4 separate regions of the Sus scrofa genome follow, and regions 2, 3 and 4 are each linked to region 1. A link is a contact called in public Hi-C and targeted proximity ligation data. All regions are on one chromosome and are shown on one strand. The core of a region is the stretch at or near the end of the contact, and the rest is flanking DNA. Distances in the headings are between cores, read along the strand shown. Region 1 holds the start of CSF1 (colony stimulating factor 1 (macrophage)). Region 2 has its middle 12 kb from the start of EPS8L3. Region 3 has its middle 41 kb from the start of EPS8L3. Region 4 holds the start of AHCYL1 (adenosylhomocysteinase like 1).

Region 1 (3,487 bases), core at 271-2,770:
AGCCTGGTGCCTGTCGCATCACAGCCACATGGTGTGCATTTGTCAAATGAATGAATCATTCTCTAATGGCCTCATTTGATTCGGTCACTGTTAAGTGGGCACCTTCCATGTGCTAGGCACTTGATTTGGAGGTAAATGACCACGAGACCACCCTGGAGAAAGTTCTCAGTCCGGGGTAGGGGTGAAGTTTCAATCTGATGATCCAAAACATAACTCTCAGTACCACCTTAAGTACTTTTTAGAATGATGTGGGGCATGAGCGAATGACAGTGGATCAGGGAGACCGCAGAGAAAGGAGCCCAGTCCAGTGAGACCACAGGAACAGGAAACATTGATCCGCCCGAGGAGTGGAAGAAAGCTCTGCTGCTGAAGGATGTGGTGTGCTTTCAACCTTGAAGGATGAGGCGTTTGCCTTAAGGACAAGTGGGGAAAGGAGCGTTCTTTGCTGGGGGACCACTATGAGCAAGGGCACGAAGGTGTAAAATTACCGCTTGAGGGTGGATGACAAGAAATGCCCCTTCCAGACCAGACTGCCCTGTATTTCCAAGGGCTGCCAGTGGGTGGTCACACAGAGAGAGCGAGAAACATTGAATCACAGCCAACTGAAGAAAGAGAAAGCTCCCAAATTTGGCATTGTAATTACCAGGCTCACCCTATTAAGCCTTGTTTAAATTCATTCTCACGTAGAGACAAAGTGTGATTAATCAGCTCAGTAAAAGCATTTTCAGAAACATCGGGGGAAATCTAGAGCCAGGATGCCTATCTCCCCAGGTCTGGACGCTCAGGAGGGAGCAGGGTACCAGCCAGCATTTACATCACCTGCAGGTCTGGTGCCGGGGAGCATCTCCCGGCACACAGCAGAGCCTCCCAGCTCCCTGTCACAGGACACAATCCATCCCATTCTGGCCAGGCAGTTAGCCTCTCTGCCTGGACGCTGCCTCCAGACTGGGAGACGAGAGGCTGGGCGGGCTGCTGGGGGGCTGCCTAGGCAGGAGAGGGCTGCCTACAAACTTGCTGACTCAAGCTCCACAAGGTGTTGCAGCATTCGCATTGGTCTCCAGCGTTTTTCCCTACTCTCGGAGCATTTCCTGCTCAGATTTGGGAATTTTCAGGCTTAGAGGGAAAGTCCCTTGAAGCGAATATTAGAAAAAGAGAGAGAGAGCACCCAATCCGCCTGGAGAGCGCGGAAGGGAAGGCAAGGCTCTGTCCAGAGCCGGCGCGCTGGGGGACGGGAGGCGGCGGAGCCCGCGTTACTTTCTCAAAGGCGCCGTCGTTGAGCACAGCAAAGAGGGCGACTGCAAGACTAGCGGGGAAGACCAGCCCGCGGGGTGGGGGCGGGGAGGCGGTTCAGTGGGCCTCTGGAGTGTGTGTCTGTGTCAGTGCGCGCGCGCGCGGGTGTGTGTGTGCATGTGTGTGTGTGTGTCTGGCGCCTGTCCAAGGTGATTTCCCATAAACCACATGCCTCACAAGTCCGCTTAAAAGGCTGTGCCGAGGAGCTGGCCAGTGGAGCCCGGCTCAGGGAAAGTGAAAGTTTGCCTCGGTGCTCTTGGCGCTGCCGTGGGTCCCTCCGCACTCCCGGGACAGCAGCGCGGCCCTCGGCCGGGGCGCGGACTCTGCAGCGGCCAGCGAGCGAGCGAGCGCGGGCGGCCGACGCGCCCGGCCGGGACCCAGCTGCCCGTATGACCGCGCCGGGCGCCGCCGGGCGCTGCCCTCCCACGGTAAGCGGCGGTCGCGGCTCGGGGCCCGGGCTGGGCTAGGGCGGGAGCTCCGTGGCTCGGCGCGGCCCCTCGGAAGCCCCTACCCGGGCGGCCGGCTGCCGAGGCTCTTCCGCCCGGGCCGCGGGCTCGGGTTTCCATCCCATCTTTGCGCGCCGACTGTCCGAGGCCCCTCGTGCGCTCCGGCTAGAACCAGAGACGGCCCTGCAGCTGCTCCTGGGGCTGCAGCGCTTGTCCGGGAAAGGGAGGGCTGCTCACCCCATTGCACAGGCGGGCACACTGAGCCACCCGCCGGCAGGAGAGAGGGCTTCGCAGCTGCAGCGCAGAGGCTCCCTCCTTGCTTCTTTTCCTTATGAATCAGCCTCCAACGAGGAGCAGGCGGAGTGGCTGTGAGATGAGGGTGGTGCTTTCCCAGTGGGCATTCCTCCCCGGCCATAAACACGTCCTGCTGGGGAGTGGGCACGTCGGGATGACGAAGGTTCAGGAGCCATCCAGCTTATAGAATGCCAAGGCAGCCCAAAAAAAGGGGGCCAGGGCAAGCCACTACTTGTTCCAGCACACAGGCAGGAGCTGTTGGGCACTTGGGTGGCTGGATCAAGTCTGTCTGTGGGGGACATGGCCCCAGAGTTGCGTGGGGCCAGCTCTGAATCTTCTTGTCAAATATGGTTCAGTCCCTTGGGGAGATCCTGGGCTTGGTGGTGGTAGAGGAGGTGGAAGGAGGGTTTGCGGTTGCAGAATTGTGGACCGGGGCTGCGGGCTGCTCAGGACTGCACAGGGGCTGTCCCGCCCCAACCTCGGGCTGTAGCTGGGGCAACCCCTAGACAATGCAGGGTGGCACCATTCCTGCACAGTAAGTGGTCTCCCAGTGAGTGTGCTTCTGTGAAACCCTGGAGGACAACCTGGGGTCGTGGGGCAGGGGGGAGAGAAGCAGAAAAATATTTGGAGGATAAGAGAGGGGGCTGCAGATAGGGTGAGAGGGAAGAACCCTTCCACGGAGGAGGAAGAGCCCAACTGAGAGAGAAGAGATGGGGTCAGAAGGGAAAATCAGGAAGGATGAGGTGAAAGGCAACAAGACAAATAGGGGCTGGAAGTGAGACCTCTGAGGAAGGAGGAGAGTAAAATGCATAGAAAAGGGGGCCGGTTTCAGACAGCGGCAGCCCAAGGGTCCACCCGTGCCAAGGTCTCTCCGAGGACCCGACTGATGGGGAAGATGAAACAGGATGGGACTTGAGTGAGGAAGGCCAGCTGGACTGCGATGTCCTAGCATCTCTCTGAGCCCGAGGCAGAGACTCCTTGTGGCTGCCCCAGAGGCCAAGGCTGGTGGGTGGAAGGAAGAAAGGGGTGGGGAGAAGAGCCAGCCCAGCCAGATGCAAGCTAGAGTGTTAACCCCTGGGTGCCTGTCCAGATCTTCCTCTGGGGACAAGTCAGGGCTCCAGGAGTCCCTTTTGGCCACCTTCAAAGTCAGCCTCTTACATAGTAGCTGTACTCTCCCCCCACTGAAACCTGAAATATCTCCAAAAGCTGGGCAGCCCTTGGGGTTAAGCACTGCCCTCTCCTTGCTGTCCTCAAACAACCATATCCTGAGTTGCCTGTGGCTGCCTTCCTGAGCATCTCTTCCCCAGGCCCCTCCCCCCAGACCACTTCCCCCCCAGGGGCTCAGAGCCTCAAGGGCAGCAGTGGAGGGTGGAGACTTACCCTCTGCAAGACCCAGTTTCCTCCCATGGGTCCCGAACCACGGCAGGTTCCTGAGGGCCTGGACAGCCGTTCCCACC
Region 2 (3,487 bases), core at 330-2,829, 100 kb before region 1:
GCAATTCTCTTCTTCGAGATAAGGAAATACTTGAGGACAGGGTTTGGTGTCTTTCCCATGTAATACTCACAACCAAGCCAGTGCCTGGCACCTAATAGAGGATGGCTAATGGGCAGGAGAGAGTGAATGAAGGTAGACAGGAGCCAGAAGTTAGAGCAGAAGAGGCTGGGAGAGGAGGGAGTGGCCTGGAGCCTACTCTGAGGACGGGGACAGCTTCCCTTGGACACAAATTCCCCCCATGTCCAGCTGCATGTCAGGGGGGCCTCTGCCTAGCCCCCCCCCAGCCCCGCCTCTCTCTGACAGCTGTGAGGGCGAGGGGGCTGGAGCATCATCAGGGACCTGCACTTTAAGCCCAGCCCCGCTTCCCCTCCCGAGGGACACTGCCAGCCTCCCAAAGGCCCTGGGGGCTGGTGGGAGAAACGGAAACATGAGGCGCTGGGATTGATCACCTGCCCCACCCAGCACTGATTATGCTCCAGCTCTGTGCGGGGTCCTGTGCTGAACCCCTGAGCCTATGCGTGTTCCAATGTGACTATCCTTTAGTCTAGTTGCTGATGAGACGAGGGCGGGCACACGCCACCAGGGACAGGGATGAGCTCTGGATGAGGACAAGTTCAGTCAGCCAGGAGGTGAGATTTGAACTGGAGCTTTTGTTTCTTTCTTTGTTATTATTATTATTATTTGCTTTTTATGGCCACATGTCATTTGGAAGTTCCCAGGCTAGGGGTCGAATCGGAGCTGTAACTGCCAGCCTACGCCAGAGCCACAGCAACGTGGGATCCGAGCCACGTCTGCGACCTACACCACAGCTCACAGCAATACCAGATCCTTAACCCACTGAGCGAGGCTAGGGATCAAACCCGCAACCTCATGGTTCCTAGTCGAGCTTGTTTCCACTGAGCCACGATGGAAATTCCTTAACCTGGATCTTGAAGCAAAGAGAAAAGGCAGGGCGTTGCTGGAAGGGGAAGGTCTGCATGGAGGCTGGAGGTCAGGACACACTGGCCAGTGTGTTCTGGGGACAAAGAACAGATGCGTCACCTGGGACCAGGGTGGGGGGAGGGTGTAGGAAGCCGTCAGTTTGGAAAGGGACATTGGAACCAGGTCCTGGAGGACTTTGCCAGGCCAAGGGGTTTGGACTCGAACAGTTAGGTTGAATAATGACACCACAGGACAGCGGGAAGGACCCGGGGCTGTGGGTGTTCTTTGTTTTCTGGAGCAGTATTGGCCAGGCAGCGTCCCTGCACTTTCCCCAGCCTCATTGGCTGAGGGGCCATTCCTTTTGTTGCCAGCAGGGGGCAGGACCGACCCATGATGTTTCTTTAGCCCAGGTCTGGGGTGGGGAGGAGCACCGGGGCCCAGAGGGAGGGAACAAGCCAGCTGTGCACAGCTGTATGTTTGTGTTGGTGTGTCGGGGTAGGGGGGTTGGCGGGGGGCGGGACATGCTGGCTCCTTTCTTCAAAAGGCCAATGGGTGGCCACTGAAGCTGCCAGGTTCCCATGACCTGACAGGACAGCCTTGGGTTGGGTGCTCATCCTTCTAGGGGAGCACCCCAGCCCAGCCCAGCTCTACAGCTGTACACCTTGTTTTGGGTACCTGTAACCCTTCCCCCTGATGAGGGAGCCCCAGCATCATGAGGTATCTGAATGGGGCCCTTCAGGGCACCCCCAGCTCCTTTGGAATCAAGCCAAACTAGAAAGGCATCTAGGGAGAAAGAGGTCCCGCCGCCCCACTCACTCTCTTCCTTAAGACAGAAGGTTGTCAGGTCATTCACGTGGGCCTTTGGCAGAGATATCCAGTGGCCTCTGTGCTAGAGACAGGGACACAAAGATGGAAGGGCAGCATTGCAGCCCAGAGACCCCAGTGCACAGGGCCAAAGACCCCCACGACTTAGCCACTGAGGGCTGAGGGGCTGCGAACACAGTGCCCAGAAGCCCTGAGGAGGAGAGGATGCTCCCGCTCATCCAGGGCTGCAGAGGTTTTGACCAAGGGGTTGGGACTGGACCTAAGCCTTGAAACACAAGTCAGATTTTTGCCAGATGGAGAAAAAGGAAAGACATCCTGGACAGCAGAGCAAAGGCTGTGTTCCGAGACAATGATGAACAGATAAGAGTTTTATTGAGATATATTAGACAGGTAACACTGTACATTTAAGATCCACACCAGGGAGTTCCTGTTGTGGCTCAGTGGTTAACGAATCCGACTAGGAACCATGGGGTTTTGGGTTCGATCCCTGGCCTCGCTCAGTGGGTTAAAGATCCGGCGTGGCCGTAAGCTGTGGTGTAGGTCACAGACGTGGCTCAGATCTGGCGTTGCTGTGGCTGTGGTGTAGGCTGGCAGCTACAGCTTTGATTTGACCCCTGGCCTGGGAACCTCCATATGCCGAAAGTGCAGTCCTAAAAAGGAAAAAAAAAAGAAAAAAAAAAGAAAAAAAAGATCTACAACATAATGAATCGATCCATGTGTATTGCACAATGATTACCATAAGAAGTTTAGTTATCTGGATGCTTCTTGTATGGTGATCTTTGTGCTCTATGATTTATTTATAATATTTATTTATGTTATGTTTCTAATTCTCACATCAACCCTCAAGGTGCCATGACCCCCACTTTACAGATGAAAAGACTGACGATCAGGGAAACAAAGTGACAGCCCCGGTGAGAAACATGGGAGCTGACATCCTAGGCAAGGACCATGTGACCCCGCTCAAGTTCAGGTGGGGGGGGTGGGTAGGAGGAATCACTCAAAGACCAGAAAAGTCCTAATCTCCCCAAGGACCCCAGCCTTGGCCCCCGCATCTCTAGCCAGGCTGGGGGAGCTTCCAGTCAGAGACTGTTCTCAAACAGCCATCCATCTGTCGGCCTTTTCACTTTTTCTTTTCCTTTTCCTTTGAGAAAAGTTCTTGTGCACAGGCCCGTCTTGCGGGTCAGAGATTTTATGTGGGCTTGGCTCAGCACAAACAGAGGGAGGAGCCCTCGGGGGACTGAGAGGAGGAGGGGCTGGATCAGACCCCAGGGCCCACCAGCCCGCCCCACTGAGGCTTGTGCTGTTATTTGCGGGCAGGCCTCTCTGTCGGGGCTCCCTTTGTCTCCCCTGCCTGTGTGGTGGGATGGAGGTGGGGAGCGGCCAGACCCTCTCCGTGGTCCTCCTGTTCCAGCTGAGACAGAGGTCTGTCCCTGCAGGGCTCCCCTCCTCTGCAAAGGACCCTCCAGGCTCCCCTCCCCTCTGGACCCCGGGACGGCCACCCTCACCTCCTCCAGTGGCGCCTTCTTGGTGAATCACCCAGTGCTCCCAAGCTGGAGGCCTTCAGCTTTTTCTTGCCAACGGCCCCTGAAAAAAATCAATTTGTAGGAGCTCCCGTTGTGGCTCAGTGGTATCAAACCCGACTCGTATCCATGAGGATGCCACTTCGATCCCTGGCTTCGATCACTGCGTTGAGGATCTGGTGTTGCTCTGAGCTGCAGTGTAGGTTGCAGACTCGACTCAG
Region 3 (3,487 bases), core at 481-2,980, 73 kb before region 1:
TAGAACATGCTTTCCCAGCAGAGGCAGAAGCAACTTGAGGCTCACACATCTGGACAGTTGTTGCCCAACTCTGGTCTGTAGATGACAAACCACAGGGATCATTTCTGTCATTTCTGGGCAGAGCCATGGCCCTGGGAGCTGGAGTCTCTTCAGAGAGGCAGGGGCCCTTTGCAATTGCAGGAGAGGCGGTGGTGGTGAGCGAGGGTCCTGCCGGGGTGTGGTCACCTGACCTGGGGCCCGTTAGGTGGGAGGCTCACCCACCTCCTCAGGCAGAAAAGTGGAGGCCAGAAGCCCAGAGGCAACTGTCCGGGGGCCAGGACTGCAGGCATCTGTAAAAGTCTGAAACGTTTCTAAAGCCCTCCCGCGGGATGTTTTGCCTCTCCCTCTGCTTTCTCTGAAGGACTAGGGTGGGGGCGAACCCCACAAAAGGCATGTCTCAAGGCCAGGAAAGGAAGGAGAGCTGGGTGCCCGTGTTCCCTTCGCACCCAGTTGGTATGGGGAGGGTTGGGGGCAGATGTTCGGGGCCGAGAGAGGCTGGCTGTGCCCCTATAGTGGGGGGCCGCCTGGGCCTAAGCCAGGGCTGCACTGGGGCTGTGCTGGGTCTCCATGAGCACTGGAAGCTGCTCTGAGAGCTCAGATGGCTGGCATTACCCCGAAGCCTGGCCTGTTCCAAGAAATCACTCTAAAACCCGTCAGTGACCCGGAGGAAGAATTTCCTCCAACCTGGTTTTACTTCCTTGCAAAAGTTACAGGCTTGGAGTTCCCGCTGTGGTGCAGTGGGTTGGCAACCTGGCTGCAGTGGCTTGGGTTACCAAGGGGGCGTGGGTTCGATCTCTGGTCTGGCACAGAGGGTTCAAGCACCCGGCATTGCAGCTGTGGCTCAGATTCCATCCCTGGCCCGGAAGCGTCTGTGTGCTGTGGGTGCGGCCATTAAAAAAAAGTTACAGGATCCTCAGAGGTAGAACTTAGAAAAGGCGGAAGCACACAACAGAAACACACATAGGAGAAAGCACACACACAACAGAAACACACACACACACACACCCCGATCCTTCACCTACCGTGGAATTGGGCTGCAGACCGCTCATCTCTCTAAGCCTGTGCCATGGAACACACATGTGGCCCTGAAGCATCGTGCAAAGCCCACCCAGTCACACACAACCATCCACAAGCACTGCCACCACACACCATGACTGTCAGCAGCACACAGCCACCTAGAGTCACAGGTAACCCCAGGCCACCCTGCATTCACAGGCCACGACACACAAACACACGAAACCACACACACTGTGCACAGTGAGTCCTAACCACAAACATTCACACTCACATTGTTCATCTGTGTGTGGTCACACACAAGTGGACACTGGGACAGGGACTCTGAATCCACACACTCACGCATAGGCTCACAGCATCCTACACAACCACAGTCCCACAAAGCCACACGCAGGAACAGCGCACACTGTCGCAGGTGCTTTAGCCCAAGCAGCAAGGGCAGGGGCTGGGGGAGCCTTGCTCTCTGCCATGGGGGTTGGAGAGGGCCTGGCTGGGGCTGAGTCGGGGACAGAGGCGTCCACTCAGCCCCCCAGATCGTCCACGTCCTGGCCATCCCTTCAGAGCAGCAGAAACCGGGAAGTGGGTCGGCGCTGCTTCCGGGCCAGCAGAGCATTCCAGGGACCTGATGCAGTGTCCGCGGCCTCCTCCCTCCCTCGCCTTTAGCCCCACTGGGCTTCTGGCAGGAACTGGCGGGAAGCTTGGACCAGGGGGACTGCAGTGAGTCAGCAGAAAAGGGCTCAGGGAATGCGGGTGGGTGACCAACGGGGCCTGCAGTTGCTGAAGCTTCTGAGGGAGGAGAGGCCGCCCTGCCCTGCCATCCCCGACCCCGGGGAGGAGGGAGGGTGACAGCACGGGGCTGGGTGGTGATGGCCATTTCTCAGCTAGACCTATGTGCCAGGAAGCAGAGGTAGGGGGCTGTGCGCCCCCCCCCCCCCATCGGTTGCTCTCCGGCCTCCCCGGTCCGCCCTGGCACTGAAAACCACTCTCCAGCATCGCCGAGCCATTCATTCATTTATCCAGCCATCCATGGAGCCCCTACCACACCAAGATGCATGACTCGTGCCTTCTAGTGGGAAAGGCTGCCTGAAAGATGAGTCCAGGGCAATGTAGGAAGAGAGATGTACGTGTGCTCTTGTAGAAGCCGCTGCGGCTGGCAGCTTGGAGCCCTTGACCTCCAGCCCTTGCTCCAGAGGCCAGGACGGCAGCCGCTGGGGGTGCTCTTCCTTTAGGGTGTCTGGACCTCTGACCTCTCCCAAACAGGACAGGCAGCCCAGACAGGACAGCCCTTCCAGGGAAGAGGAAGGCATGTGTGGGCATGACTGTTAATAATACAGCTATTTTTATTTTCCCAACACTCAGGGAAATACTGTTTCACAACCAAAGGACAAACTTGTAAATGCCACATCTGAAGGAAATCTTTGTAAAATGACTTCCTGCCTCCGGCAGCCCGACAGCATCCCCACAAGCATTCTTCTTGCTGTCTCAGGGTTCTGATGGCCGACTTCTGTTATCACCATGCCAGATATGGAGCTCCTTTCCTGGGCACAGGGTATGGGGTCAAAAAACACTCAGGAAGGAACACATGCCAATCGGCCCAGACCTCTGGGTGGAAACATTGGAAAGCGGTGGCAGAAGAACAGAACGCTCCCTGGCACAGAGCATGGGGGGGGTGCCCACACTGCAGGGTCTTTCTCTTGGTCCCTGGAGTCTTCTCAAGAGGAGCATGACGCTTCCTGCCCTCCTGTCTTCTCCACTGCAGGGCTCAGCCGCTTCCCCTCCTCTGGGCACCGCCGGGCATCCTCCCTGCCTTGCCTGAAGACTGCATCCCAGTCTCACTGTATCCTGCCCTCCTGGTTGTCCTTGAACTTGAAGACAAGCACCTGCCATGTTCCTTCTCACCTCCTCTAATCGCTCCAGGGAATGAGACGTTCACAAAAATCAGAACAGCAGGAAAGTTACGAAGGTTCTGGAATCTCACAGAGTTCATACATCCCAACTGGTTATCCATTTGAAAAAAAGAAAATTCAGCCTTTCCTCACAGGTATACTACAATGTTTTAAATTCCAGATGGGTAAAATATTTAAATATGAAACGACGCCACAGACGTTGTGGGAAAAAAAGCCACACACACGAGTCCATGTTTTGTTATTTTAGGGTAAGACCTTTGAGGCAGAAAACCGGAAAAGTCTGATACATTGAACCACATAAAATTTGTAAAGTTCTGACAACAAAAGCTCTATATACAAAGTCAACACACAAAGGACAAGCTGGGGAAAATATGAGCAGCAGATTACACAAAGGGTTTTCACAAATCAACAACAGAGGATATGCAATGGGAAAAGAACAAGGGCCGCGAGCAGGTAATCCATAGAAGAGGAATTAAGATTAGGGTACAAGTGGGTTCAGAGATGCTTAGCCTACCTTGCAGTTTAAA
Region 4 (3,487 bases), core at 255-2,754, 65 kb after region 1:
CATGTGAATAGTTCATGAATGCCCTGGTGGTGCACTGGAAGCTGGTGAAGTGTAATGTTTGGGGCTGAGGAGAAGCAGGGGGGTGGCCAATGATGTCTCTTTCCCACCCCCACCTCTCCTGCTCTCCAGCCCCTGACCCATAGCCCTATTCCATCAGCTCTGCCATATGAAGGTAGTGAACTGAGGTTTGGCGCTTGCCGTCATCCTCTACATGGATTACAGCTGCTGACCCGAAGCACCCTCTGAGCGGAGCTCAGGGTGGAGATCAGGAGTGAGGCACTCTGGGAAAACTGGAAGAACAGGTCTTCAGATACATTATTTTTAGGAGAAGATTTTATGTGCCTAATTCTTGCACCTCCTCGTATCTGGAAAAACTCTAAAATCCTTCAGGGTGGTGTCTGCTCCTTGGGACTAGTAGTGACCTTCAAGAGGCCAGCAAGAAACTTGTGTAAATGTGTGTGCATGGCCGTATGCACCTCCCCCTTCACCTTAATTGCATATATCCTGCTATTCTCCCTTTCCCCTTCTGAAATACCACCCACCCCACGCCCCACCAGGCTGTACTTCAGTGGACAGAAGAAGAGATGTCACAGTGACCTGTGAAGAATGCAGCCACCTCTAGTAGTCACCTCCAAGGGTGAGCTGGTGAGCCCCCAAGGGCTATGAAAACTCAGGATACTGGGCCCCTAAAGCTGAGGTGCATATCAAGGGCATGATTTCAGTGAGCCCAGACTACTTTTGTTCCTGCAATCTGCTCTTTGTAGCAAAAACGCCTATATATCTCACCTAGCTCCCCCCTCACCTCCTTAGAGCGGTTTCTCAGGGCTACCTGAGATGCTGTCCCCGGGGCTTACGTCTGAATTTTGCCCCAAATAAAACTTAACTCTCAACTTTCAGGCTGAGCATTTTTTTTAAGTCGACAAGGTCTTGTAAACAAGCAAGGCCCAGGAGAGACCGGGGCAGGCGAGGTCACAAAGGGCGGTGAAGACACCACACTGCTCTGGGGACCCTTCTGGCCACCCTTAAAGTCTCAAAGTAGCAGCCCCTTGAAAAGGGGCTTGTGGTTCAAAGGGCCTGGGTGGGAGCAGTGAGTGAGTGGGCTACAGCTCGGGCCCCAGAAGTTTCCTAGGACTGGCTCTAGGCTGTGTACTGCAAGGCTCTGGTCCTTGCTCCCAAGCATCCCTCACCCTTCTGAGGCCTTGCCTGGGATCCCGCGCCCTCCAAAGACCCCGCCTCACACACCCCGCCGCCTGTTCCTCGGCATCCTTGCAGGAACCACGCGCCACTCACAGGGCGGATGGCGCCACCTGGCGACGCGAAGGGTCCAGCTCCCCGCAGAAGCTTCATCACCCGCGAGCTAGGAGGAAAGGGCTGGCTTCTGGCGGCCCAGTCCAAAGTGGTGACGTCATGACAGAGCGCCGTTTCTCCACGCCTCTCCCCCGCCCGCCTGGAGCTGCCAGTACCCGACGTGGCGTCACCGCCCTCTACCCTTACTTTGCGTGCGTATTTGCGTGCGGCGGAGGTGGCGGCGCGGGCTGGTCGGAGCTCCGGGTTGCTGATTCTGGCGCTCCTGTGGCCGCCGTAGCAGTCCCGCTGCCTTGGACCGCCGAGCCGACGAGGCGCCGGCTCCAGCACCTCGGCACCGGCCGCAGCTCGGCGCGGGGCCCGGCGGGAGGGTGGGCGAGCGCGTGTCCGAGGGCGCCGCGCGGGCGGGCGGGCGGGCGCCCGTGAGGGAAAGAGGCGGGGGTGGTGGGGCAGCCGCGGGCCGGGCCGGCCGGGGGATGTCGATGCCTGACGCGATGCCGCTGCCCGGTGTCGGGGAGGAGCTGAAGCAGGCCAAGGAGATCGAGGACGCCGAGAAGTACTCCTTCATGGCCACCGTCACCAAGGCGCCCAAGAAGGTGCGGGGGCTCTGGGTGGCGGCGGGGGTACGGGCGGGGGCCTCGCGGAAGGGGCGCGAGCGAGCCCCGAGTCCGGGCTCCAGCAAGTTCGGGACTTCAGGGGCGAGGTTTGAGGGACCCGGGACGGCGGAGGTCGTGTAAGGGGTGGCGGGTGAGCGGCCCCAGGCCTATCCCCAGCTGGAAAGGCCGCCCCTGACCTCACTTTCCTTTGTCCCTCGGCCCTAATCCTTCGGGATCTTTTCGAAACCCGGCAGGGCCGGGCCTTAAATTTGCGGCTGACTTTTCTTGGCTGAAGGGCCTCGGAGACGGGACTGGGAGGGGGTGAACCAATTCAGTTGACCCCGGTGACCAGCCCCAGGGGATGAGAGTGTACGGGAAATCTCCCGTCAAGTGAGTGGGTAAATCTGATAGTGTTTCTTTGGGCACATCTTTGGGAGCTGTGGTCGGTTTATCCAACAACTACGTGTGATCTTGGAGGCAAGATGAAAAAATGCGTGGAGCTAGCTCTTGTATGCAGGTGAAAACTGTGAGGGCAAATTGAAATTGAAAAGAAAACTTTGATTTTCATCTTCTGTGGTCATCGAGTTGCTTCGACGTATGTAAGAAATTAACATTTGGAGGTTGGTGATAGACACTGTCATGGATACAGGTTGATCGTAGAGTCATGCCCATAGATCACTGAGACATCCCTAAAGAAAGGAGCCTGGGTGGGTTGGAGGGGTGGGAGGTAAGGAACGATTGCTCATTCTTAACTGCACTTAGGAGGCAGAACAAGTTTAGTCTCTTGTGCTGTGGGTTGAGCTCTAAGGACGTCTTTCGCATTCTCTTTTCGTGGAAGATTAAATGGCAACCTTTGGAGGTTTGAATCTAACCAACTCTCTGAGCGGCTGAATTAGGATCCCTAGTACTTTCTGAGCATTGCTGCCGAATAGTCCTTGACCTTCTGCATACCTGGCACGCAGTTAACCCTAGACCAGAGAACCTTTGCAGAGAGGTGACCTTTCTGAAACCAGCAAAAACCTGAATAGACATTTCCCTCCTGTATAAAGACAGAGTTTCAAGGCTATCTCTGCCTACAGTGTCTGATGGGAAGCACTGTTTGTATAAGCTGCACAAAGCAGGGTTCACAGGAATAGTTACAGTCCTTCAGGATGAACGAGTTAAGCTGTCATAAGTGGGAGAGATGATTTTTTTTTAAAAGAAATTAATCTACTATTCCAGAAATCAAATGCAAGATTGAAAAGACAGGGTACCATTGTGTGGTTTAGCTCTGTCTTCCCATAAAATTTAGATTTTACCAATAGAATGCCTTCAAAAGTGTTGTGCAAGGTCCCTTGATTCTAGTCTGATTAACCCGATTTGTAGTGCTTTCAGTTCAGCTGACTGCTTTGTTGGGGCAGTACCTCTTGGTAATCTGCACTATTTGGAGACAAAGTCACAGTCTTTAAAAGCAGAATGCTTAAGGATAATACCTGTGATGAGTTAGGGTAGAGAATGGGAAAGCTTTTGTACCCTGATTCCCTAAACTCTGTCTCTCTCCTTTAGTCCATTGTCTTTTGTTTAGTTGCTCCAGGGATTAAATGTCT

Evidence for each region. A called contact is a pair of places that touch in the nucleus more often than the background predicts.
Region 2: a Hi-C map of embryonic fibroblasts shows a contact between it and region 1, with 6 times the contacts expected there. A contact is called at or near these places in 1 of 5 promoter capture datasets (liver), 14 of 47 Hi-C or Micro-C datasets (alveolar macrophages, blood, embryonic fibroblasts and 8 more) and 1 of 2 datasets of targeted methods (skeletal muscle).
Region 3: a Hi-C map of retroperitoneal adipose tissue shows a contact between it and region 1, with 1.4 times the contacts expected there. A contact is called at or near these places in 1 of 5 promoter capture datasets (liver), 8 of 47 Hi-C or Micro-C datasets (blood, embryonic fibroblasts, fibroblasts and 2 more) and 2 of 2 datasets of targeted methods (alveolar macrophages and skeletal muscle).
Region 4: a targeted proximity ligation map of skeletal muscle shows a contact between it and region 1. A contact is called at or near these places in 2 of 5 promoter capture datasets (fetal skeletal muscle and liver), 11 of 47 Hi-C or Micro-C datasets (alveolar macrophages, embryonic fibroblasts, heart right ventricle and 6 more) and 1 of 2 datasets of targeted methods (skeletal muscle).

Annotation. Positions count from the first base shown.
Region 1 is chr4:110,195,920-110,199,406 of Sscrofa11.1, reverse strand. It overlaps CSF1 (colony stimulating factor 1 (macrophage)), which reads left to right and starts at 1,520. Exons shown (of 8, transcript NM_001244523.1): 1 at 1,520-1,718. The coding sequence starts at 1,680.
Region 2 is chr4:110,297,998-110,301,484 of Sscrofa11.1, reverse strand. No RefSeq gene overlaps it. Among named protein-coding and RNA genes, the nearest start is that of EPS8L3, 12 kb to the left of the region's middle.
Region 3 is chr4:110,269,159-110,272,645 of Sscrofa11.1, reverse strand. No RefSeq gene overlaps it. Among named protein-coding and RNA genes, the nearest start is that of EPS8L3, 41 kb to the left of the region's middle.
Region 4 is chr4:110,130,843-110,134,329 of Sscrofa11.1, reverse strand. AHCYL1 (adenosylhomocysteinase like 1) reads left to right here and starts at 1,504. Exons shown (of 17, transcript NM_001201381.1): 1 at 1,504-1,901. The coding sequence starts at 1,782.